Regions from separate parts of the Gossypium hirsutum genome. Here region 2 is linked to region 1. Evidence: chromatin contacts called from public Hi-C data. All regions are on one chromosome and are shown on one strand. Each heading gives the region's core, a stretch centred on a gene start, on an enhancer-like site or on the middle of the called end of the contact. The rest is flanking DNA. Distances are from core to core; before and after follow the strand shown.

Region 1 (3,177 bases), core at 43-2,542:
CCACAAGAAACTTCTTCAGATTCCTTCCAGATGCAATATCTCGCAGCAGTTTCAATGCCTGGTTAAGTTCAATTGTCAGAGCAGAGGCGATCTGAAGGAATGGCTCCTCTGGCAAATGAACTTGTGGGATGCGAGGTGGAGTCCTGTGAAGAAAAAGGTCATATTATATTCTTTAAGAAACCATCAATATGTTAAATAGATTAAAGCTCATGCAAAGACCCCCAGAACTTACTTGTGGATAAAGGTATGGACATTGGACCAGAGGAACAATACTGCAAGACAGAGTATCGAAATGTGACAGAGCAGAGTAAGTAGGTGGTATTCGATCAACTCAAAAAGGACCCAGATTGCAGTTGCTCCACCAAGAACCCCAGCTGATATCTTTTTGTTCCTCCACAAGAACACATCAGCAGCTGCATCAAATCATTACCCAACAAATGAAATGGAAAGAGAACACCAGCATCTAATTCTGACACAAACGAGAACCATTAATATAAGACTTGTAAATAGCAAGACTTTTCTAAACTCCTTGTGTGCTTAAATGATTAGATAATCTTACTTTTAAACGACTGGTCTAGAATGTGTTATACTTTGCTCCGTTCCCAGAATGCAAACAATAAAAGGCAAAAGCAAACCCCAAATATACGTCTGAAGTAGCTTACTGCTTAATTTCAAATTCCAGTAACAAATACAAGAACCAATCAAATCGAAAAATGAAATTCACTTTCGTAACTACCAAACAGATCGTAAAGTGAAAAATACTAAAACTTAGATGTATTGATCTTCCATCAAATTAACATTTCTTTTTTAAATTCACTCTAACAACTGCATTTTTGTAATTTTTACTCGCATTTCCATCAACTTCGTCAAAAACAAACCTAACAATAAAATCCTGATCACACTAACGAAACTTGAAAAAAGAAAAGAAAAGTGAAATGAGAGCTTAGAGGCCGTACGCTTTCCACCACCGAGAACGTGATGAAGAGGTCTCTTCCTACCAAACAACCGATAAATCTTAGCCTTAACGGAGATAGGGGAAGCTGGTTTCTCATGATCTGAATCCGAATCCAAAGAAGACGATGAATCATGGCCGTGGATCTTCTCCATCACCGACTCCACCGCCGATTGCTTACTCTCCGTTTCCTCCGCCATTGGTTAAAAAAAGTCCGACCAGTGCCCTAAAAAGACGGATTCTTTATTGACTGTCAGGGTGTCCGAACAGTATACAAGTGAGTGCGAATGTCAGTAGAAGTGTAGGGTTTTAATAAAGGGAATGTATAAACCTTAGGCTTAAATGATAAATTTGTCTTAGTTTAGGTGTTTTATCTAGTCATATTTTTGAGTTCTTTTTATTATTAACCTTTGTTTTTTTTAATTTACTTTTTAATAGATTTAATGAGTAAATTTAAATGTTTAATTTTTTTTCTTTCAAAATATTTTAATCTTCTATTCGTTTGTTTACTGATAATTTTTTTATTAAATTATTATTTTTAAATAATTATGTTTATTTTCTTTAATTTAAGAATTATTTTTTAATTTAATGTATTATTTATTTATTTTATTATTTTTCAGTATAATTATCTTATTAGATTATCTTAATAATAAATTATATCTCATTAAAAATATTATACATATGAAATTCTAAATCATCCCCACTAATTTTTTTAATGATACTTTTATTAAATTTGTTAAAAAAATAAAAATAAAAAAGAACAAAAATTGATGATTGAAAAAAGACTTAAAAATACAATTAAAATAATTTTGATAAAATATAATAAATATTAATAGTTAAATTTATCGTTAATCCTAAACCTTAAATGAGAGTGAGGTTGGGGGAGAATTTGAAATGTTGAATGAGGTATGGTACAGTGGGGTCTAGAATAAAATTGGATTCTTTCAACTGATTTACTGAGAGAGAGAAGGGTGCATTCTTTTATTTCAAGAGTTCATCTTAATGGGACAATGGGGTGGCATGGACAGCTATCACTTTTCAGTGGTCGTTTTGGAATTTTCACTTTTTTGCATCAGTGGGGCTTCACGTTAGATTCATATCAAGGCTTATGCTTTTTGTTGTTTCTTTTTTTACGAAATAAGTGTTTGCCATCATCACGTGCTTTATTTTTGTAGTGAAGATAAAATTCAAACTTTATAATTAAGAAATGAAATAAACAATTACTACATTGTATTAATAAATTTTATTTTATTATTTATTTTTTAAAAATATCTAGATTTAGATTCTGATCCGGCTGAATATGATAATATTTATTTTTTAAATTTTATTATCGTGTATTTTGTAGTATACTTATCACTAACATCATAAAATACTAATAAAATATTTCTTTTTAATTGTTAGTTACATTGTATTGCAATTAAATCTAACCAAGTCAGGTGAAATGCTTAAATATAAATATATTTTAAAAATTAAATTTTTAGTTAAATCAATTAATTTGGTTAAATAATTATAAAAATAAATATATAAAAAAATCATAAATAGTTGATGTTGAAAGTGTTGAAAAATGACCAGTAATTGATGAATTACAAAGCTAGACTAGTATTAAATTTGAATGAAAATATATTGTAACATACTTAAATTACAATAGCAAAGTGTTTTTATAGCCTATGTTGAACTAATTGCTAACTGCTAACTAATCTAACTGCTACTACCAACTTTTTTTTATTCAGCCAACTACCAATATTTTTAACACTCCCTATCAAGTTGGAGGGTGATAAAGATATTTGACCCCCAGTTTGGACAACAAATACTCATGCTGATGCACCCCCAGGGCTTTTGTCATCAAGCCTACTATTTGTTGACTGGTGCGTATGTGCTATGTTTTAACCAACCCTTTTTTGATTTTCTCCCAAACAAAATGACAATCAATTTCTATGTGCTTAGTTCATTCATGGAATATTGGATTGGCTGCAATTTGAAGGGTTGCTTAACTATCACAAAACAATATTGTTAGTTCCAGTTTGTCGAGACTAACTTCTCCCAACAAACCACTTAACCAGATTATCTCTGCAACTGTCAAGGCTATGTTTCGATATTCTACTTCCGCAAATGATTGAGAGACTGTGTTTTGCTTTTTTTTTACTTCCATAAAATGAGTGAACCCAAGTTTGATGCAGTACCCTATAATCAACTTCCTAGTCATTGGACATGTTCCCCAATTTGAG
Region 2 (3,131 bases), core at 549-3,048, 170 kb before region 1:
ATAGAAAGTACTGCAAGAGTGGAACTGCATGATCAACAATGGTTATAGCTTCCAGACAGCTAAACATAAATCATTTGATGTTTCTAACTAAATATGACAAAAGACAGTAGGAAGATCCTGTTATATATTTATACGAGGGGATGTATTTGATACCAACCCGACAATGATCATCTGTCAATTGTTGGTCAGATCGTATGATTTGATGAAGATCAGTGTCCATCAGTTCATAAACAATGTAGACATCATTAAAGTTCTCCCTCAGCGGAGGCCGTATGATGTCTTTGATGGCAATCACCTGAAGAAAAAAGGGACGAACCAATCAAACTATAATTCCACAACCAGATATTACTACTTCAGTGTACTCTCATGCCATTATTAAGATGCATACACAACAAGTGAAGGAACGTTGTTAACCAGACCTAAGAGTAAGAAACCAACATAAAACATGTCCTCTGTTGGCCGTAAACTTGCAAAGATGAAAGCATTAGTCAAGCCAGAAAAAGGAATTCTGATAGTCATACACATGGCAAAATGTAATGTGCTCCAGTTTCATTGAAGCATATAAAGACTGATAAGAAGAATTTTTATAAGATTCAAGAGAAGCCTGGTTAGATAGTGCTTTCTAATATGAAATGGTAAAATAGTGTTCATGCACAATATCGTAAGATTGGCCTGTCCTTAAAGGTTCAAAGTTACTTTAGGGTTAAAAGATGATCTTCTCAAGGAACTCAAATCAACAGGAATGTTAGGCCAAATCCCTCTAAGTACACAAATAGGGACCAAATACAGATATTGTTTAGCCATAGAAACCTGACCTTATACAAGCAAGAAGCCTAACAATTAGGAGTCTATGACTTAAACAACATTATTGAAACGTCCATCAAAAAGTTAACCATGGGAACTATGAAGCCAACAGCGCTTACATTCTCATGATCCATGTGACAAAGAAGCTTGATCTCTCGCAATGTCCTTTTGGCGTCAATCCTATTGTCAAATGCATTACCAATTTTCTTGATAGCAACCTCCTCACGCGTCTCTGAATTCAAAGCAGCACTGGGAAAAAGATGGGGAAATCAAATCTTAGCCTCACATTGTTAATAACAAAATAGACAGTAAGTCAAATGAACAGAATGTTAGCTTTCTTTCAATCTTCTCAGCCTGAAAGCTGAACCTAAAGTTATTCACTTCAATGGAACCCTAGAATTTGGCAGCTTAATTTCATCAAAGCGATCACACTGCCAAATACCTTTTATAAACCGTATTACCCAGAGTTTTCATTTTCCTCAAGTATCCATATACAAAATATATTTGGACATGGCTATAAAATTTTGGTCCTCGAAATACTTGTATTAGCCACATACCCTTGTCTAACACTCAGTCCGGGTAACATACTCAAGTGTGATTACAGTGCACTAAAATTAAAATTGTAATTTAAAAGGGGGGGGGACTACCTAGCCTGTTTGATCATACTAGTAACTAACTAATTAATCAAGAAACTGGAATCTAACAAAAGAAAAATGATCACATATTGACCTGTTGAAAAACTATCATGTTGAAGCTCTAAGACTAAAACAAACCCAGAAATTGAAATAAACAGGAAGTGAATCGAACTAGGAACTTAAACCGAAACAAAGTTAGAAGGGGAAAAAAGATCTTACCAGACAATACCATAAGCACCACGGCCGACGGGGCGAATAGGAGGGACGTATTTTCTGGAAACTTCGAAGTGGTTACCATAAACGTTGTACAGAACATAGCGTCCACCATGAGTTGGTATTCCGGTTGACTCCATTGACATGCCGGACTCCAACCCAGAATAAAGAAAGACTTTCTGCAGTAATGACAGGTAAAATCAGAGAGGTAGAAAAAGAAGAAAATGGGGAGTGGAATTTAGGATAGCGTGTCGGTGGGTGTAAAGTATGTTTTCTTTCTTAAAAAATTTTCCTTTGGGGTTTGTCCTGTATGTGTGAAGATTCCACTTTTCAGATACGCATATAGGCAAAGTTACTGTTATTCTGGGGTTCATACTTCATAGTCAAATGAGTCGTTAGTTGTAGTCTTAACAAATTCATATTACCTAAAAACTCAACTATTATCTTATTTCTGCCTGACAGATTCTTCAGAACAGCACTGTTTTTATTTTCTTTTATAAAAGTCAAAATCTTTGGATTTATGTTAGGAAAATAAAAATCTTAACTTTTAGATTATGAAGGCTGCCTCATTTCCTAACTCTTCATATCCACAGTTGTTCAATTATGTTCAAAGATCAGTTATTGAAGTACAATAAGATGTGGGGTCGAACCATTTAATATGGTGGATGAAAACATCATGGTAATTAATTCTATCAACTCATTGTTATTGGAACGCTGCTACATTATCTTTAATAAAAACTATACTTCCAAAAATTATGAAAATAACTCTTTAAAATTAAATTTTGAAAAAAAAAACCTTGAAAATGTATTCTTTTCTAACTTTAAATAAAAACTTTAAAAATGCAATAATATTTATAGAAAAGGATGATTAAAAATGAAAGTAATTATTATTGAGAGGCATTAATCTAATTATTTTTTAGTTTTTGAGACGAGTATTTAATTGCTACAATAATATTTAATAATTTTTTTCTATAGCTTATTTTATTCAAAATTTTCTTAATAAACTAAAACTAATGAATTGAGTTGAGTTTATCACTCCATTGATGAAACAATCTTGTTGAAACTTTTTTTTTAAGATAATACGGTAGATTGAGTTTTAGTTTGATTGATATTAATATTGTTGTCAGTGTTAGAGGACGTGAATTCTACCCATACATCATGTGCTATGTATAGATACAAGTCCATAGCCCATTTCTACCCATACATCTCATGACTTGTCTCAATACAAGTATGTTTATAATGCTTCCAATAGCTTGATTTTATTCCCGACAGTTATAAATGGTCTCAAATTTTTCCCTTGTTATATATGCATATAAAAAATACTTTAATACACAAGAGATGAGCATCCCAAGTATAAAAATTAAGAAAAAAACCTTCAATTCTTAAAATTAAAAATTTTGATTCATTGTTTTGAATTTTTAAAATTTAGAATTCTTGAAAAAATATTATATTATATTATACAATTAACTTATTCCTTGA

What was found. A called contact is a pair of places that touch in the nucleus more often than the background predicts.
Region 2: a contact with region 1 is called in a Hi-C map of leaf, with 4 times the contacts expected there. The contact joins the promoter of LOC107955272 here to the promoter of LOC107954518 in region 1. A contact is called at or near these places in 5 of 34 Hi-C or Micro-C datasets (hypocotyl and leaf).

What each region holds. Positions count from the first base shown.
Region 1 is chrA07:31,849,822-31,852,998 of Gossypium_hirsutum_v2.1, reverse strand. LOC107954518 (reticulon-like protein B5) reads right to left here and starts at 1,292. Exons shown (of 5, transcript XM_016890103.2): 1 at 957-1,292; 2 at 233-413; 3 at 2-143. The coding sequence starts at 1,152.
Region 2 is chrA07:32,018,350-32,021,480 of Gossypium_hirsutum_v2.1, reverse strand. LOC107955272 (mitogen-activated protein kinase 4) reads right to left here and starts at 1,798. Exons shown (of 6, transcript NM_001327634.1): 1 at 1,659-1,798; 2 at 924-1,053; 3 at 158-295; 4 at 1-10. The coding sequence starts at 1,798.